Regions from separate parts of the Mus musculus genome. Here all the other regions are linked to region 2. A link is a contact called in public HiChIP or PLAC-seq and promoter capture Hi-C data. All regions are on one chromosome and are shown on one strand. Each heading gives the region's core, a stretch centred on a gene start, on an enhancer-like site or on the middle of the called end of the contact. The rest is flanking DNA. Distances are from core to core; before and after follow the strand shown. Region 1 holds the start of Pld2 (phospholipase D2). Region 2 holds the start of Slc2a4 (solute carrier family 2 (facilitated glucose transporter), member 4). Region 3 holds the start of Spag7 (sperm associated antigen 7).

Evidence for each region. Promoter capture Hi-C pulls out the DNA fragments that hold promoters and counts their contacts. HiChIP or PLAC-seq counts read pairs in DNA pulled down with a chosen protein or histone mark.
Region 1: a contact with region 2 is called in a promoter capture Hi-C map of liver, with 4 times the contacts expected there. The contact joins the promoter of Pld2 here to the promoter of Slc2a4 in region 2. A contact is called at or near these places in 2 of 39 promoter capture datasets (both in liver).
Region 3: a contact with region 2 is called in an H3K27ac HiChIP or PLAC-seq map of embryonic stem cells, with 2.3 times the contacts expected there. The contact joins the promoter of Spag7 here to the promoter of Slc2a4 in region 2. A contact is called at or near these places in 3 of 115 datasets of contacts at active chromatin or transcription factors (embryonic stem cells, epiblast stem cells and fetal liver).

The regions. Positions count from the first base shown.
Region 1 is chr11:70,538,997-70,541,696 of GRCm38.p6, forward strand. It overlaps Pld2 (phospholipase D2), which reads left to right and starts at 1,276. Exons shown (of 25, transcript NM_008876.3): 1 at 1,276-1,618; 2 at 1,849-1,958; 3 at 2,067-2,197; 4 at 2,301-2,443. The coding sequence starts at 1,850.
Region 2 is chr11:69,946,770-69,949,469 of GRCm38.p6, forward strand. It overlaps Slc2a4 (solute carrier family 2 (facilitated glucose transporter), member 4), which reads right to left and starts at 1,421. Exons shown (of 11, transcript NM_009204.2): 1 at 1,180-1,421. The coding sequence starts at 1,212.
Region 3 is chr11:70,668,051-70,670,848 of GRCm38.p6, forward strand. Spag7 (sperm associated antigen 7) reads right to left here and starts at 1,366. Exons shown (of 7, transcript NM_172561.3): 1 at 1,147-1,366. The coding sequence starts at 1,231. It overlaps Camta2 (calmodulin binding transcription activator 2), which reads right to left. Exons shown (of 23, transcript NM_001190376.1): 21 at 2,499-2,686; 22 at 2,296-2,370; 23 at 1,413-2,212. The coding sequence ends at 2,149.

The sequences.
Region 1 (2,700 bases), core at 26-2,525, 590 kb after region 2:
TTCAGAGATGTACAATTAAGACTGCAGTGGTAAACCTTTCAGACCACTCTAATGGATAACAGGAAGGATCTATGGAATTGAATGTGCACCGTGCTATGGAGCAGCTACAACAGAAGTACCATACACTGGTTTTTAGAAATATAAAATAGAAGAGCCATTTTGGAAAGTTTTTGTATTTAATTGTTTTCTCTATTTTGGCTTTGTGTGTATAAATGTTTTGTGTGTGCAGTGGCCACAGAGGCAAGAAGAGAACATCAGATCCCCTGGGGACTGCTTGGTGAGCAGCCATGTGGGTGCTAGGAATCAGACTCAGGTCCTCAGCTCATGCACAGAGCCATCTCTCCAGCCCCGGGGTTTGTTTTTTCAGCAGTGTTTTGCTGTGTAGCCTCAGCTGGTCTCAATGCCCAAGCTTCACAATACTCTCTCCAATTCTCTGTGCTGCTGAGCTACAAACTGCCAAGCCCAGACCTCGACAGCAAACAGTAAGTTAAACATACACTTATATGACCCAGTAGTTCCACTCTAGTTGTTTACAGAAGAGGAATTAAAATAATAAGTCCACAAAAATGACTGGCACATAAATGTTTATTGGAGGTTCATTTCCAGTGAACAAAACCTAAAACAATTCAAATGATGATTCAGCGGAAATTTGGAAGGGAAAAAAAGGACAGCCTTTAGGATCTGGGGAAAAAAAGTTTTTTCCAGACTGAAATTTACAGGCGATTAGGTTCCAGGTTCCGAAATTGGTCTGTTATTGTCGCTCAGTGTCGGGCTAATCACTCCTGCGTTAAAAGAGCGTTTCAAGAATGAAGAATGCGATTTCTCATACAGCAACGAACTTGGCAGTCACTCGGCTTTTTATGCTCTTATTACCTTCCATCAACAAAGGCTATCTGTACCGGGCCCACCAAGGGGACATCTGCAGGTCCTCGCAACCCAGGCCGTTCTGCCCGGATTCCAGGCAGTGCTGGGGACCAGACTACCCAATGGCCGCGCGCGCGCGCGCGCGCAGTAGAGGAATGTGCACTACGTGGATCGCACACTGGGGGGTGCTGGACATAGCCAGCAGGTGCCCCGAGGGCAGCTGGAGGAAGAAGACAGCCCTGGGGAGTGGGCGGCCTCCGGAGTGGGCGGCCCGGGCCCGGGCGTCTCTAACGCAGGGCGGGCAGAGGACGGCGGGGGCGGGACCCAGTCGACGCGACAGTCGTGGAGGTGAGCCCTGGGGGCCTTCCCGCCCCCCGAGGGCAGGCTCTGAACCCCGGCCCCGCCCCGGCCCTCTGGGGTGTAGGCTCCTGGCTGAGTTCTGCCTGCTTGCGAACCCGCACGGGCGCCGGGGTCCGCATCCAGGGTGCGGGGGCCCGGGACGTGGCGCGGCTGAGGTCCGGAGCCCCGGGAACCGGGCGGGGACGCTGTCGGGCTGGAGCTGCAACGGCCTTCTGACTCAGCCGCTCGTCCAGATTTCGGGATCTCTCTCCTGGGCGGGGAGCGCGCAACTTCCTCATTCCCGCCCGGACCCTTGCTTCCAGCCAGTCTGACCTGACTTCGAGCCTCGCTGTCACCAGGGCTCCTCCCTTGGACTTAACCTCGCCCCAGTTCGAGGCCATCCCACCTTAGCTAGGTGCTTTTTTGGACCTGAATTTGGAATGAGAAGCGGGGCTGAGAGGCTCTGGTTGAAGGCTGGGGGAGGGAATGGAGGTTGCAGGGGTGGGTGTTAGAGGGGCGTCGGTCTACAACCCTAGACGTTGAGAGTCACTGAGTAAGACGGGAGAGGACCGACCGGGGGCGTTGGATGGGGAAGGGGTGTTTCTGTAGGGCGAGTCCCTTCCTGAGGCTTCCTCATATTCCTAGGATGACTGTAACCCAGAAGAACCTCTTTCCCTATGGGGACTATCTGAACTCCAGCCAGTTGCACATGGAGCCAGATGAGGTTGACACTCTGAGGGAAGGAGAGGATCCAGGTATAGAGGGAGATGGCTCCCAGAGAGGGGAGATAGGGATCTGAGGCCTCCTGAGATCTTTACACCCTTGGGTTGTTTTGTTTTTGTTTTGCTTTTTTCCCCTCCCAGCTGATCGAATGCATCCCTATCTGGCCATCTATGACCTTCAGCCTCTGAAAGCACACCCCTTGGTGTTCGCCCCTGGGGTCCCTGTTATAGCCCAGGTGGTGGGCACCGAAAGATACACCAGCGGATCCAAGGTCAGTCACCAGCGGATACCAGGGAAGGCGAGAGAGGGAGTCCTGGCCCAAGTGGAGGCCTGGGTTGGGCCAGAAGACATATTTTAGATTTTCATATCCCCAGGTGGGAACCTGTACTCTATATTCTGTTCGCTTGACGCATGGTGACTTTACCTGGACAACCAAGAAGAAGTTCCGACACTTTCAGGAGCTGCATCGGGACCTCCAGAGACACAAAGTCTTGATGAGTCTGCTCCCTTTGGCTCGGTGAGTAGAACTCGGTTGCTTCCCGTGAAAGGCAGGTACTTCTCACCCCATGGCAGCCTCACTCACTCCTGTCTGTCTGACTCTTATCCCCTGGGCATTTTCCTTCCTCAGCTCTGTGCCGTGCCCCCTCCCTTGTCCCTGGTTCCCAGGAAACTTTCCCTGCTTGGATCTCCTCCATAGTACTGTGCCAATATTTTAGCCAGGCTGGATGCCCAGAATTGTCCTTAGCAACCCCCTCCTCCCAGTTGTCTCCATTC
Region 2 (2,700 bases), core at 171-2,670:
GATTCTGGGCTCCATCCAACATACTGGATGAGAGAAAGTGGGCCATATTAGGAATTGTACAAAGATCTCACTGTAAACAGAACGCCACAGGAACCTGGGCATGTAGGAAAAAACCGATCTCTGTGTCCACACCACAGGCAAAAGTTTGAGGATCTGGACCTCAAAATTCCCCTGTGACCTTGAGACAGACTCAAGACTTGTGTGACCTTGGGTAAGTCACTTCCCCACTCTAAACTGAACCTGGATTTCCTCTTCTGTCAGGTGATATTGCCTCCCTCGGCTACCTGTCAGTCTGTGAAAACACTTGAAAAATCAAAATCAACTATAACAGTATCCCAGACAGTGCCTGTTTTATAAACTAATATAAATAATGTTTTAACATCACCTCTAGCCCTTGTCTCTTCCTTCTGGAAGTTCTCTCAGCTTGCTCCAGTAGGCCGTAAACAGGCCCAAGAATGGCTAGTCCAGAAAGGGCGTCTGGGTCATTGCTTTGGGGTAGCCTTTTAGGTCTAGGCCTAGCCAACCCTCAGCTCCTAAACTGGGACCAAGTACTCGGGGATGTGAGGGGGGATTTTAGCAGGGAGAGAGAGCCATGCCCAGGGGAAGAGGAGGGATGGTAGTGAGTGGTGTGAGGGGCGGTGGCAGTGGTGGCTACTGCTGGCGGCACAGTCTGTCTCCAAGAGGAAACCTGAGCTGGGGGGGGGGGCTGACACTCCCCTCTGCCCCTCCACCCACCGCAAGGCCGAGAGAAAGTTCAGCCTCCTGGAAGACAGCCAGCAGTGGGGGTGGGGCCCCCGAAGTGCTCGGGTCCTAGAAACACCGTAAATCTGAACAGCTCCGGGAAGGGAAGGCGAGACTCTGGATCTACCATTCCAAATAGAGTCGTGGGCAGAGTGTCACCCCATGCAGTGCACAGTAGGCTAGGAGACAAGTTCTGGATTCCCGAGAATCCAGTCTCTCAGCCTGGGCGCGTAAAGAGTCTCTCGGACCCACTCTGTCTCTTGGCGGGATTGGAATTTGACAGTCACGGGTTGTCTAGGCTGAATATAAATAGCCAGCCCCCCATCTCCAACCCCTGCGCCTGCGCAAGAACCGCCTCCTAGCTGACCCCAACCCCAAACTCAGCCCAAGAAAAACTGGACCAGATTTCCCAATTCGCCCCGGTATGCTGAACCTTACGTCAGAGCCGATCTGCTGGAAACCCGACGGCATCTTGTTTTAAAAGAAGAAAAGACTCAGGCGCTGCAATAAGAAAAAAATGAATAGGGTATAGGGTCCGGGCCTGGCCGGCACGAGACCCCGGCGTTCGGAAGCCGTGTGCAAAGGGCGGGTCTGGTGGGACTCACTGCCACAACCCACGGAACCGGAGAGCACCAAGGCTCTCCGGGATCTAGTGAGACCCGCTTGAGGGGGAAAGATGCGGAGAGCTGAAGCCACCTCCCCACTCCCGCCCCGCCATAGGACACGCCCTTCACAACACCCATTGGCCAGGAGCCCGCACACCCCAAAAGGCCACGCCCCCACCCCTAGCCCTAGTGCTGGCTGGGGAGACACGCCCCTAAGGTTCCCGCCTGCTTCTGAGTTTTCAAAGTAGGGTCCTTGGAACAAAAGGCTCTTCCCGCCATCCAAAATCTTGGACTGCGAAATTTCTGAAAGAATTGAGTGCAGCTGGTCCCCCTGAAAGGTCGAAGAGGAGGGTATGGGCTACATGTACTTGCCAGGGTACGGGGTAACTCCAGCAGGATGACATAGAGCCCGCGTGTGTGTGTGTGTGTGTGTGTGTGTATGTGTGTATGCCCCGAAGTAACCCGGAGTGGCTATTTTTAGTTCCCACGTTAGGCTCCGCCAAATGTCAGGTCCCGGGTGTCCCAGCCTGTCCCAGGCGGGGGAGGGCAAAGGAGATGGAGCCTTAAAGGGTCCGCGACACGCTTCCCACGAGGAGATGATCCAAGGGACCAATAACTTCCGTTCCTAGTGTATCTGGAGACCATGCCTGATCGTCCTTTCTTTCCACGCATCTCTGGGCGGCGCGCTGCCTACTGGCCCATCCCCTCCACATAGTCTCTACACTGGTTCTTGGAGGGGACCCAAGGGACAGGTGCTCACGCCAGTCACACCACCCTCCCTGAAGTCCCTGAGCCTCCAGGCATGTGCTGGCCGCGTGGGCGACAAGCTTTCCAGAGTCAGCTACTGTTTTGGGTCTACAGCTGAGAGGGCACGACCTAAGCACGTCCAGGGAGAGAGCTGGCGAAGAATGTGGAGAGAGAGCTCAATTCAGAAAAAGGCCCAAGAGAAGTGCAAGGCTTCTGGCGCCACCTAGAGGGAGAGCGAGGAACCTTAGTGGATTGCACCAGGGTAGCTAACTTCTGGGGTGGCTCTCTTCTATTAACCCTTCCCCTGAGAGCTCAATAACCTACAACCCAGCCCTCTATGGAACGCCAGACCTGAGTCTAGCTGCCGCCAGAATGGTACCGTTTATATGACGAACACGTACAAGTATGGACCTCCTTCAAGTTCCTTTTCCCAAGGAGCTAACCAGTCACTTTCATGGTGTCTTCTCAATGTTGGTGTTTTGACTTCTCTTGCACATTGGTTTTCTTCATCCGTACCACTACCACTTTATTCTGGACTATCCTGTCATGACTGCTTTTCTTGCTTCTCCTCTTCCCTGAAGAGGAGGGTGGAGGGGCAAGAAAGATG
Region 3 (2,798 bases), core at 116-2,615, 720 kb after region 2:
TCTGCTTTCCCATAGCTTTCGAACAGACTGCACTCCCTTTACTGAGTTACCTATTCTTTGTTGCTCGGCTCATTTCAGACAAGCCTGGGACTCCCAATTAATCTTTCCTACACATGTATATTAATTGGTTATTAAAATTCCGTATGATCATTAATAAACGTCCCAGACATGGTCTATAATCTCCTTGATGAGCATCTTTGGCTTCACAAGTTTTGTAAATAAGGGAGTACAGATATTTAACAGTCTTTGAACATTCTGAAAGCATCCTGTCTTGCCTCCTTTGAGCAGATGGGTAGTAGGTGCGGGTAGGAGACTTATCCACGACCAAGGCTCACGTGGTTGGGAGCTGGATGCACCTAAGGCTATCCTTTCTATAAAGTCCTTCACATGCGCTCCAAGCCAATACAGGGCAGGCCACTTCGGGCCGCACCCTACCCTGGCTGCCAAACCCCAGCGAGCTTTCTGGTTAGCTACTCAGCGCGGGGGCTGGGAAGGAGAGATGGCGAATCGGAGCCTGCGGGGCATTCTCATCTCTCCAATCAACATCACGATCTAGTTGGGCAGCACAGGAATTTAAGGCTATAGTTAGGAAAGGGCGGTGGAAGGTATGAGGGACTGGGTCAACTCAAGAAGGGGCATAAAGATAGGAGGATCCAGCCAACCAATGGGAGGAGCTGAGGCTGAGGTCGGTCAGAAAAGGTAACACTTTAAAGGTAGAGCTTTTGGCTGAGCTAGCCAATAGAGGGGAACAGACGGGTGGATGGGCGTGCCCTAAACTCAATCGTAATAGAACTGGAGATTCGCGGGACCGAGGCGATGGATACGACATCCTCCAATCGGAAGAAAGGCATCCTACTAATCAGAGCTCACCAACAGCAGACAGGCAGGCCCGTTGACCAATCGCAAACAAGGACTGTAAAAGGCGAGGATAGGAAGAAGAGACTGGAGGTAGAAGGCAGGCTGAGGTAGCCAATCATTGTTTGCAAAAGACAGCGGGCGGGCCGACAGGCCTTTTAGGGACTCTGAGGGTCTCAGAAGTGGCCTGTGGGGGGTCTGTTAGGGTAGGAGGTGGCATTATTCAAAGAGGGAAGAGTGTGGTCCCAAGAATCGGGCGAAGATACGCGGTTGTGAATCTGGGATCCTCACCTCGGGCCTTGCGCCGACTCTCCTGGTCACCGAGGCTGGGTGGTTTCTCCATGGAGCTCAGGATGGAGCCCAGTAGGTCCGCCATCTTGGGAATGAGTGAGAGGGGGCGGTGCGTCTTAAAGGGAAGGACGAAATGCCTTTAAGGCCGGAAACACGTCGGAAGCGAAAAACCGCGCTGCTCCGCCCCGCTTAAGGCAGCGAGATGAGGCCGGCGACTTGCGTGGCGACCTTCCTACCCCGCCCCCAGCAGAGAGAGGCCGGAGGCTAGCTGGTGCAGAGACGTTTAATGGCAATTCGTATAAACCAAGCCCATGCACAAGTAGAAAGTGCTCGTGGAGCCAGCCGGGGGCTCCCGCCGCGCCAGGGAATCAGACGCCCGGCCGCGCAGCGCCTTAAATAGATTCTTCACTATACTCTGTATGTTACAGTTATGTACACACCCCTCCCCACGGGAGCGGGACTCCGCCTCGCGATCCTATGTACACCCCCTCCTCTTTGGCCCCTACGTGGGCGACCAGAGAGTCAGGGTGATGGGGAAGACAGGGCCAGGAAAGGAGGAAACAGACGCAAACATGCGGAGTCAAGGTGGGGGCAGTCACCCCTGAAACACGAGGGCGCGCGCAGCGAAGGCAGCGGTGGGGACCGAGGCGGATACATTCATCAGAGACTCTCGAACAAATAAATAAGGCAAGTCAGGAAGGTCCGAGTCAGGTGCAGGCAGGAACGGGGATATGGAGAAGGTGCAGGCAGGGCTCCGGAGGTCACAGCTGAAGATGCAGATATGTGGGGCGTGGGTCTTCTGGAGCCGGAGACCAAAAGAGGAGGCACAACCAGAAGGGAGGAAACGTGTAAGGCCTGGGGGCGGGGGTTCTACGAAGGGCTCCCAAAAAGGTGAAGGGGTGAAGAGCTGCCGACAGGGGGCTCCCCTAGTCCCGAAAGCCCTCTCCTTGTTTAGACAGCCAGAAGGGGCTCCCAGGGTTTTGAAGAAAGGCGTTGGAGAGGTCAGGTGGCCAGTCCTGGCTGGGGCAGCCCCTCCAGCTCCTGGTTCTGCTTCAGTTCCCTCATTCTGCGGAGAGACAGAGCCAAGTCAGAGGAGACTGATGGATCAGAAAAGGTGTCAGGGCAGAGAGGTAAGGATGGGGTTAGAACCTGTGTCGGCAGCGCCGCAGGAACCTCATTATTTTCCGGGCTGCCTGGTCTTGCTTCTTGGTGAGAAAGGTGCCCCTGGTGGGAAAGAAGAGTCCCCACTTTAAGACCATTGTAGGGAAAGGCTGGAGGGCCGATAGAGGTAGTGGGCATTAACAAAGAGGTAAACTGAGGGCTGTATAGGGGCAGGAAGGGGTGGTCCCTACTTGTTTCGAGCAGGAAGGGGGCCTGAGGGCCGGTGAGGAGGCCCCGGCCTGCGGCGGTAGGAGCGGTAGTGCTGCTGGATAAGCACCGCTGCTCGGCGGCTCTGCTGAAACCGCTTCTGTTCATAGTAGCTTCGGAACTTGCTCTGAATCAGGATGGCCGCCTGAGTCATTTTCTTATAGAGTGCAAACTGCAGGGAAGGAGAGGGGGGACAGGAGCTGAAATGGAGAGACAGAAATCCAAACCTCTGAAGGTCACCCTTCAATTAGGCTGATGTAGAGCCCGTTCTCTGACCCACCCAC